Linked DNA regions of Mus musculus: region 2 is linked to region 1. A link is a contact called in public promoter capture Hi-C data. All regions are on one chromosome and are shown on one strand. The core of a region is the stretch at or near the end of the contact, and the rest is flanking DNA. Distances in the headings are between cores, read along the strand shown.

Region 1 (4,871 bases), core at 1,616-4,115:
TCAGTCTCTGAGTTCGAGGCCAGCCTGGTCTACAGAGTGAGTTCCAGGACAGCCAGGGCTACACAGAGAAACTGTCTTGAAAAACAAATAAATGAGTAAATAAATATAAAAATAAAAAATAAAGAAAAAATGAATTCAGGCTGGGGATTTAGGTCAGTGGTAGAAACCTTGTCCAGCAGGCTCAAAGCCCTGGGTTTAATCTCCAGTACTGCAAAAATAAATTAGTAAGTAAATAAATATCAGTAATGGTGGTACATAAATGTAATCCTAGCACTCACGATGCAGAGGCAGGTGGATTTCTGTGAGTTCAAGGCCAGTTGGGGCTATACAGAGAGGCCCTGCCTTAAAAAAAAAAAAAGCAAATAAATAAAAATTATAAAAAGAAAAAAATTGGGCTGGAGATGTTGCTCAGTTGGCAGTATGATTGCCCAGTATGCACGAATGAAGCCCTGGGTTTGGTTCCCAATGAAACATAAATGGATGTCGGTGCCTGCCTGTGACCCCTGTTCTTGGGAAGTGGTAGAACCCTTGTCTATCTAAAAAGCTTAGTGTAGGCTTACTTACAATGCTAAAGATCCTGTCTCGGAAAACACAGTTAAACAAAAACCGAAGCCAGACCCTCATCCCTTTACAGAGCCTAGCCGTTTAAATCTTGCCATGTTGCTCACACTCCAGCTGGAGACCTACTCTGTGTATACAACTTTCATTTAGCTCAACAAGCACTTCTGGAGCCCCGGATTTTACTATGAAGACTCACTTGTCTCAGACACCCTAGTCCCTGGGCTACAATGATCAATTACGTGCTTTGTTTTCTGTATTGCTCAATTCTGAGTGAGCAGCAGTCTGCTTGTGAGGAGGCCAAGCGTTCCTTGGGGCAGAGACTGTATTGCAAACTTCAGGGTGATCAAGAAAGACTTGAGAGGAGGGACTGACTATACAGAAGCATTTGGGGACAACTGGAACAAGAACAGAAAGCCATGCATGGACTGCATATGTCCCTTTAATCATAAAGTGTACATTTCCAATCCATATCTTCATGTTAAGGGAAGGCTTTGTGTATTAAATAAAGTCACCGATGTGATGCCCTATAACACTTTATTCTTATCTGGAAACAGAACTTTTTCCTGAGGTTGAGAATTAAAAGGGAGAAGCAGTCTTGGGTGAACTACACCCTGGGCAGGCTGATCCTAGAGCAGGTAAGGCAGGCATTTGAAACTAGTTAATTCATCCATGTGGGGCTGTCTTGTGCACAGCAGGATATTGGTGGAATACTTAGCCTTCAGCAGCTTAAATGACAGTGAGAAATCACCCTCCCAACACCAGTAAAAATATATCTAGATATTTTAAGGACAAATTAATATTATTAGGGATAAAAAAAATCACCCCTAGTTGAGAATCATCTCCTGTAGGAATTTTGATTCCAGTTGGATAATTTTATTTCAACAAATAGTTGAGGGCAGAAAAAAGGACATACTATTTTTTTAAAATGTATTTATTGTGTATGTACAGGGCTGGAGTTGATTCCCTCCGCTATGTTGTGCATGTTGGGGCTCTAACTTGTGACATCAGACTTGGTCACAAGCAGTGTTACCCACGAGCCCTCTTGCCAGTTCCCAGGACATATTGTTTTTCATTTGCCGTGAGCTAGGCACTATCTCTAGTTACACTGCTTTGTTTTATAGATCAAGAAGCTGATGTGTTTAGGGCTGAACCTGCTAAAGATGCCAATGCTAACTCAGCTCTTAAAATGGGATGTGATTCCCAAGCTCTACTAACACTCCACGGCCTCCTAGAAACACAGGAAGTCCAAAATTGGAGGTGAACTGCAACTTCGAAGTATTTTAAAACTTTTTTTTTGAGAAGGGAGGGGCTATTACTCTTTTACTCATTAAATTTGATTGTAAACACACACACACACACACACTCACACACACTTAGACATTCGCACACACCCCTCTCCACTGTCCTTGGCCTTATCTAGAAAAAACACAGAACTACACAATGGAACCGCTTCGATTCTCCCTGTTACAAATTATCCAAAAGCCAGAGCCTAACGGTGCCAAAAAGCAACCGGTATTGTTTACACAAGGGCTGAAGGCTAATAGTTAACTTTCTCCTATTTAATTCCAGAAACAGTAAACATCGCCTCGCGCTACAACTACAAACGAATAAAAGTCATAAAACTGGAGAAGAACACTCTTGGTCCAAAGCGAAATGGAAAGGTTGGGTTTTCAAGCGCTTCCGCCCTCGCGCGCCGCCTCCCGCTACCCGGCCTCGGGTCCCTGTCGCCCTCGCCAAGCTCCTGTCCCTGGCGCCTAGAGCTTCTGGCTTCCTTTCCCGCCCTGGGGCGCGCTGGAAAAACAACAGCCAGAAACTTTGGTTGGGTTTGCAGTTCAGTTGGGGGGGGGGTCGGGGGGGGAGTCAAAAAAAAAAAAAAGGAGGCGCGGGGGTAGCAGATACGCTAGTTCGGTTCCGGGTGGTGCTGAACGCTCGGATTTCGGGGTGGGGGCTGGGGAAGTGGGTCACAACTCGGTCAGGTTCAAGTGCGCATGTGTGAGAGGAGTCGCTCCAGCACTTATTGAGCGCCCACTGTGTACCGCCAAGCAGGGTGTGTGGAGCGCGCGCGCGCACGTCCGGGGCTGGGGCTGGGGGCGCGCGAGTCGTGCGCGCGCGTGGCCGGGGGTGTGTCCCTGCGTCTGGCTGGCTCGCGGGCGGACTGGCTGCGAGCGGCTCGGCGCGCTCCCTTCCCGGGCGGGGGAATCCGGGCCGGGTTGTGGCCGCGGCCGCGTACGTGAGCGCAGTGTCCCGGAGAGGGAGGGCAGGCCGGCCAGGTGGGCGCGAAGGCGGCGGCGCGGGAGGCGGCGCAGTGCAGGGGCCGCGCCGGTGGCGGGCAGGGCCGCGGCCGCTGCAGGGAGCCGAGCTGTCTGGGTCAGTGGCCGGCCGAGGTGAGCTGCGCGCGGGACCTCGCATGGGTTGCAGCCCGGGTTTGGGGCCGACAGCCAGGGGTGGGTGGGAGACCCGGGAGGCTCGCGCGGCCCGGGCAGGACCGGGGCTGCTGCGGCGCTGGCGGGGTGACTGGGTGGGGGTGGCCGCTCTCCCTCTCACGCGTCGCCTTGTTTATGTCGCGGGTCCTACGGCCCGATCTCCCTCCCAACTTTGAGTGGTGGCCGGGAGTGGCCTCGCGGGGCCACACTGACCTGTTAACCTGCTCCCTTTCCGGCTGAGCCGTCAGCCCTGCGCTATGCGCGCCCCTGCCCTCTCCATAACCAGAGAGTGCCGTGCTGCGGGACTGGCCTCGCGACACACCCTCTCTCAACCCCCTTCTTGCGGCCCCTTTCGCCGCCCCCTTGGCTCTAAGCCTTCCGGGCTCACCCCGGGTCCCTCCCGGGCCGTGGCACTGTGGGCCTCTGGAGTGGCCCATGGGGGCCTGCAAAGGGAGTTTGTCATGGGCAAACAATTCCAAGGCTTCCTGCCTGGGAGTTAAGGCTCTGCACCTTCACTTTAGGGCCCTCTTGGAGATCTAAAGAGACCCACCTGCCAGCAATCTTGCAGGAGCCCTGTTTTCCATCCCTCCCTTTCCTGTGGTTCTGGAGGACTTCCACCAGGCATGGGTTCCCATGATGCCAGGCCATGGCACAGGGGCTATCTATAGTTCTTCACTGCTTTCTGCAAGATCCCTTAACAGAATGGTGTAAAGTGGAGCAGTTTGTTTCAAACTGAGCAATCAACAGGTATTGTAGCCTGAGGACATCCTTCTAAGGGGGGTTGTGTAAATAGAGGTTCTTGCTTTGGAAGGGTGAAACACAAGGAAATTGGTTAGCCCACAGGTACCTCTGAGAAGCCACTCTGCCCTCTTCCCACTGCCAAGCTTTCTGGATGATGTCTCTGAAAGCTATGAGAGAGAAATGATTTGAGAGCTCAAATGCAAATGAACGTGCAAGGGCTGCAAAGTTACTGTGCAGGCTCAGGCACAGGAGGCATGGGAGATAAAGGTGGGGAAGGGAATACGGAACTCAGTTTGAAATAATTTCCACCTGTGGATAATTCCCTGGCAAGACTCAGTCAGAAGGAGGAGTTCACAGGTGACAAGTTTACAAAAGGATGTCCAAGGGCTTGCTTGTCTTGGTGAGAAAGGCAATAGAAGACTCATAGATAACACCCGTCGGGGCTTGTAATCTCTTGGAGGACATAGAAAGACTTGAGCATGTGAAATATGACTCCAGATGGGGCACAGTTAGTTGTCACAATGCCAGGTGCAGAACTGGGTGCTGTTGGAGGTCACAGGGAGGGAGGGAGCTATGGACTGGAATTACCAGGCCTGGGCTATGTGTCCTTGAAAGATGGGATTTATGAAAATGGGATACAAAGTGGAGATGAATATGGGTTTCTCTAGAGTCCAGGAGATGGCCTTGGCCCTCCTGGAATGTTTCCTGAACAGTAAGAGATAGAGAGAGGAATAGTGGCTGAGATTGTGAAAGTCCTAGAAAGTCAGACTGAGAATTGGACTTTTATCCAGGGTGGACTGGGAAGACAGTAGACCAGGGGATGAGGTAACAAGGATATTGGTAAAGAGTTTTGAATCTGATGTTAGGAGACAGACCAGTGAAGTAGCCTGTTGCACTTTTGGAGTGCTGTGGGTTTGGACTTGGTTTTACTGGAAGACACTGCTGTTGAAGTAATCTGTTGACGGGGTGGGTGAAGGGAAGAAATGAATAGGAATTAATTCCTGGAGGAAGCTGATCACACACCAGGGCCTGGAGCTGCTGTAGTTGTTAACCGGACTCTAAAATGTGTGTTTTGCAGAGAAGATGATTGCCACTTGGGCCCTAGAGAGGTCTCTTTTGTTTTATCTGGAAGTAGGTATGTTGGTG
Region 2 (5,387 bases), core at 361-2,860, 770 kb after region 1:
AAAGGTTAATCCCGGTTGGCCTTTGTTATCATAAGAATTCAAGAACCATCAAATGAGGCAGATCTCCCAGACTCAAGCTGCCCTTAGGCCTCTTCCCCTCAGTGGTAATTTGAAATTACCCATTTGTTCTTTTCCTTGGGTGATACTAGAGTGATCTTTCATTTTTTTTTTAATTTTTTTAAAAATAAATATGTTTTCCTCCTTTCTGATTATAAAACATCTTTTTTAAACTGAAAGTTTGGAAAATAAAAAGAGAAAAAAGTAGAAAAAAATTATACATGAACTCAGATACAATGAATGATGTCTGGATCTTTAAAAAATTATTGTTATTACTTCTTAAATTACATGTAGCTGGGTGGTGGGGGTGCCTTTAGTCTCAGCACTTAGAAGGCAAAGACAAGCGGCTCTTTTGAGTTCGAGGCTAGACTGCTCTATAAAGCTAGTCCCAGGACAGCTAGGGCTACACAGAGAAACCCTGTCTTAAACAATGGCCTTAAATTATGTGTTTGTGTGTGCATCTGTGCATACAGGTATCATAAGACGTCAGAAGGGGGAGTCAGATCCGCCGGAGCCGCCTGACTTGGTTGCTGGGCCTCAAAAGTTCAGCAAGAACACCTTTCTTTCTTTCTTTCTTTCTTTCTTTCTTTCTTTCTTTCTTTCTTTCTTTCTTTCTCTTTCTTTCTTTCTTGTTTGTTTTTGTGTTTTGCTTTTTTTTTTTTTTTCGAGACAGGGTTTCTCTGTGTAGCCCTGGCTGTCCTGGAACTCACTCTGTAGACCAAGCTGGCCTCAAACTTAGAAATTCGCCTGCCTCTGCCTCCCAAGTGCTGGGATTAAAGGCGTGTGCCACTATTGCCCTGCTCTTCCAAAGGTCCTGAGTTCAAATCCCAGAAACCACATGGTGGCTCGAAAGAGCACTTTCTTAACTTTAGTCGTCTCTCCAGTCCCATGTCTGGATATTTTGATATATTTATTCCAGACATTTTCTACTGTTTCCTGCTTCCTCCCTCCTCGGTCTGAATCAGAGCTACTACTTTCTGATATTAGTGACTGCCTCCCAGGTTCCCGTTTCCCTGGGCTGTGGGACATTTCTGTAACCTGCTCTTGCACTAGTTCTCCTATAACGCTGGCCTAGGACTGAACTTTCTTGTAAATCGCGGCGGGTATTTTAAAGACCCAGTTCAGTAGCATTAATCCGGCAGCAAATGGTAATAACGCCTCTTTTCATGAAGGAGTTTTTTTTTAAAGCAAGTTTTAATTACTTAGCATTTAGAAGGGCAATAGATCTACTCGTGCACGCTGGCATTTTAACACCAGGTAATGATTTTGATCTTGCCCAGGCTCACCTGGAAAGCAATTTGAAACCTGGGCTGGACGTATGGACAGGGCACCAGGCGGGACACTGACCCAGCGCGGCTCCCCTTACCTAGGCAGTGCCAGGGCCTCTTCGCTGCGGCGGAAAGCCCCGGCGATAGAGGGGAGGGCCAGCACTCCGTCAAGGTCGAACGCGGCTACACGCAGCGCCATGGCGGCCCGGGCTGCAGCGTCAAGCTGACACAGACACGAAGCTGGAAGGCTGTGGCCTAGAGTGGGGAGGCTGGCTGTGGGAACCTAAGATTAGGGTCGTGCCAATCTCAGCACCGCCCCTCGCCCCGCCCCGCCCCGCCCCGCCCCGCCCAGTACTGACACTGCCCTGCCTACTGATCAGCTGCCTAGCCCGGAGCTTCTTGCTGGATGTCCCACCCAAGTGTCAATCCTGGTCTTGGCCACTTTTTCCTCCTTAGCCTAAGGACTAGAAACCCTGCCAAGGCTCCCCAATTCTCAGACTTTGACCGTTTGGAAACAGGCTTGGTATGGGGAGAGAGGGGTCTTGAGGAGGCAGGTTGGAGGAGACGGAATATTCTAAACATTTTCTCCTTCAGTATTTGGTCTTGATTGGCATATCCCATGTATGTTGGGATCTGTGGACCCTCTTCTCTAAATGTGGTCCACATCTTTGCAACCCCCTCACATCTGCCTGCTTCTTCTAGCAGTGTTTCTGGAATGCAAGACAGCCTCCTGTCTTGGTGTGCTAACCCAGAATACTTTTTCTCTTGAGGATTAAAAGAAATTAATCGAGTCTGTTTCCTTTTTCTACACTGTATTGTTTAAAAGTGAGCTGGGCTTCTTGGAGGTTTCTGGAACCTTCCTGCCCCTTGGCCCAGTGCTCTCCCTAGTTAAGAGAAAAAAGAGAAACCTCCTCTACTAATGAGTTAATTAACAAATCCACCGTTTAGTCCAAGGCTGTTGTGAAAGACTGCCTCCCTTACTGAAACCGGGAATTGGCTTCTTCCTTTGCTCTGGTTGCTGCGTGTTAGGTGGTGGGAAATGGCCCTACTGTGGGTTAATTTTTGTGAGTCTTTCAGACACTTCCTCTTCTTGCCTCAAGTCTTGTCTGGGGCAGTTTGTGTTTTCTGAGATTCACACCTAAGAAATGGAAAGTGGCTGAAAATGTGGGGGTGTTGCCCTGAGAACAGAAAGGGTCTTTTGAGAGTGCCTGTAGTGGATGGAGTGTTTAAGAAATAAACGAGATAGCTGGGCATGGTGGTGCACTTGGGAGGCAGAGGCAGGCAGATTTCTGAGTTCGAGGCCACAAAGTGAGTTCCAGGACAGCCAGGGCCATATAGAGAAACCCTGTCTTGAAAAACTGAAGAAAAAAAAAAGAAAGAAAGAAAGAAAGAAAGAGAGAGAGAGAGAGAGGGAGGGAGGGAGGGAGGGAGGGAGGGAGGGAGGGAGGGAGGGAGGGAGGAAGGAAGGAAGGAAGGAAGGAAGGAAGGAAGGAAGGAAGGAAGGAGATGGTCCTGGGCCTGAAGACAGAACGAGAGAGAACGTGAGCTGGGTATGGTCCCGTCTGCCTGTAATTCCAGCATTCCAGATGCAGAGGTAGAAGGCTCAAGCACTCAGTGTTAACCTCAGCTGCATATATAAGCTTGTATACAAACTCTTAAATAAGTCTCTGATTTGACAGACTTTCCTTTGAGTTCCAGATTTGCACATCCAACAACTTTGCTTGGCCATGAAATGGTCCTCCAAGGCTCCAGACTAAGGCTGAACTCTGCTTTGGTCTCACCTTCAACAACGGCTCCTTCCAAGAGCCTATGACTTGGTTAAATCTTCTCTAAAGATTTGACCCCCAACCAATGGCACTGTTATGAGAGAGCCAAACTTTGAAGAGTTGAAGGCCCAAGGGAGGTCTTCTGGTCATTGGAGATACGTCTTTCAAGAATATATTGGGACCCTGGCCCCTCATTGTTTCTCTCCTTTGCATTCTGTCCCTGAGGTGACAGGTTTTGTTATGTACTGTTGCTTTGAGGTCAATGAGGTCAACCATTCGTGGGAAGACATTTCCAAATCTGTGAACCAGAAAATACCCTTTCCTTCTCTAAGCTAATAACCTTTGGTATTGTTATGATAGTAGACAGTTGGCCCCCAAACAGGAGATTCCTATGTTACTACTTAACACAAACCTTGGCCCAGCTACTCCATCCAAAGACCTTAGAGTTGCTTACCCCTGGCTGCCCACTGAGCCACATGCTCTGACTTGGTTCCCAGTCAGCTGACTGGGGCAGAGGTAGCAGCTTCTAGATCCCTGGTGGTGTTTCTTTCTTAAAGGTTTGGCTGCCTGGAAACAAATCCTTTCAGAGATTTTGTTGGTCTACCTCATGACTCATACTTTATATGTCTGTTTCATCACCCATATTTAATACTTCTGACAATTATCAATATTTAACACACCTCCCAATTACTCATAGTTAATACATCATGGGTTTGAAAAAGCAAACGTGGTTTCTGTTGCACACCTCTACATTCTGACAGGTAGAGTGTTGCTGAGGCCAAATGAATATGTGTATAACAGTTACAAAGCAAAGAAGAAAAACATGGCTACGAAAAATGGAATTCACAAACCCCTCCTTAAAAAGAAAACTGTGAAGTCTCAAAAAATGAAATTCCATCTTCAAACAGCAATCATCCTTGGTTAGCGTGATGGAAATCTGTAGTTGTCAGTTTGACACAACTCAGAATGGGGATTTGTCTGAATGAGGTTGGATGGTGGGCATACCTGGGGGGATGGGGGGCTGTCTTGGTCAGCTTAGTTGGTGAGGGGAGACCTATCCGAAATGTGGGTGGCGTCTTCTGGTAGCAGCCCAGATAAAAAGACCTGGAAGGAAGGGTCACTGCTTTGTTATCTTAGCCTTCACTCTTGAGAAGTTCATTTCCCCCATTGCTGCTGCTGCTGATTCTTTGCTACTGATAGAACTAGCTTCTTCAAGCTTTAAATAGAAACCGAAGCCCAGCAACTCTCTGCGAGCCTCTAGAGTTGTGCTTCTCAACCTTCCTAATGCTGTGACCCTTTAATACAGTTCCTCATGTTGTGGTGACCCCCAACTGACAGAAGCCATCCAGGACAGGCTCTGTCTAGCAAGTGAGTTTCCTGGAGATAGCCCACTGTTTCCATGGCTATAGTGGGTGCACTCTGGGGAGGCACAGCCTGAAAGACTTCATCCCAGGATTGTTTCTCCCTGATGATATGACTTTCCTGCTATCATTACATAGTCTAATGAGTCCTGGGCATCCTTTGGGTACATTTCCTGCAGATCAACATGAAGATGAACTTTCATGAATTAATGCTGTTTAGATGAATTAATGACTTTGTAACATTCCTGATTGGATTCAAATAATTTCAGGAAGAAGGTTTAGGAGATGGTTTTAGTTGTTTTGGCAGAAAGATGTTGGGTGTTGGGTCCCCTGGAACTGAAGTTATAGACAGCTGTCAGCCACCGTGTAGGTGCTGAGGGAGTGCAATCCAGATGGAAGAATAGCCAGTGATCTTAACCACTGTGGCGCCTCTCCATCGCCCCCCAACCTCACTTGATTTTTTTTTTGGATGAGGCACTTACATTGAGAGCTCTCTCTGCTGTGACTGTTTCAGTTGAGCTCAAACTTCTTAGAGGCACTGAGTCCACATTCTGCCTGATGCTTAGTCTGTTAATCGTATGCTATTTCTAGTGGGAAATTCCTTTGGTTCATTCAGCAAATATATACAAAGTACTTACTATGAACCATGTACTATTGTATGCAGCTGGGACGCATCTGTAAGGGTAGCAGACAAAAGGTAAGAGCCACTGGTGAGTACGGTTCATGGGACCTTTGAATTCCCAATGGGGCCAGTTGCTTCCAGAGGACTGAGACGAGGAATGTCCATCACTATATTTCAGCTGTTCAGTGTCTGTGGTCACCCACAGACAGGAAGCTGCATCTGTCATTCAGAGCCACACAGCTCCTTCAAACAGCTTCTCTCTAATTAGGATAGTTCTCACATTCTGCCCACTGCCTTCTTGTGGTAGATTCCA

The links. Promoter capture Hi-C pulls out the DNA fragments that hold promoters and counts their contacts.
Region 2: a contact with region 1 is called in a promoter capture Hi-C map of liver, with 4 times the contacts expected there. The contact joins the promoter of Ephx2 here to the promoter of Zfp395 in region 1. A contact is called at or near these places in 4 of 39 promoter capture datasets (the 3T3-L1 cell line, 3T3-L1-derived adipocytes, hippocampal neurons and 1 more).

The regions. Positions count from the first base shown.
Region 1 is chr14:65,355,811-65,360,681 of GRCm38.p6, forward strand. Zfp395 (zinc finger protein 395) reads left to right here and starts at 2,866. Exons shown (of 10, transcript NM_199029.2): 1 at 2,866-2,945.
Region 2 is chr14:66,122,912-66,128,298 of GRCm38.p6, forward strand. It overlaps Ephx2 (epoxide hydrolase 2, cytoplasmic), which reads right to left and starts at 1,611. Exons shown (of 19, transcript NM_007940.4): 1 at 1,424-1,611. The coding sequence starts at 1,524.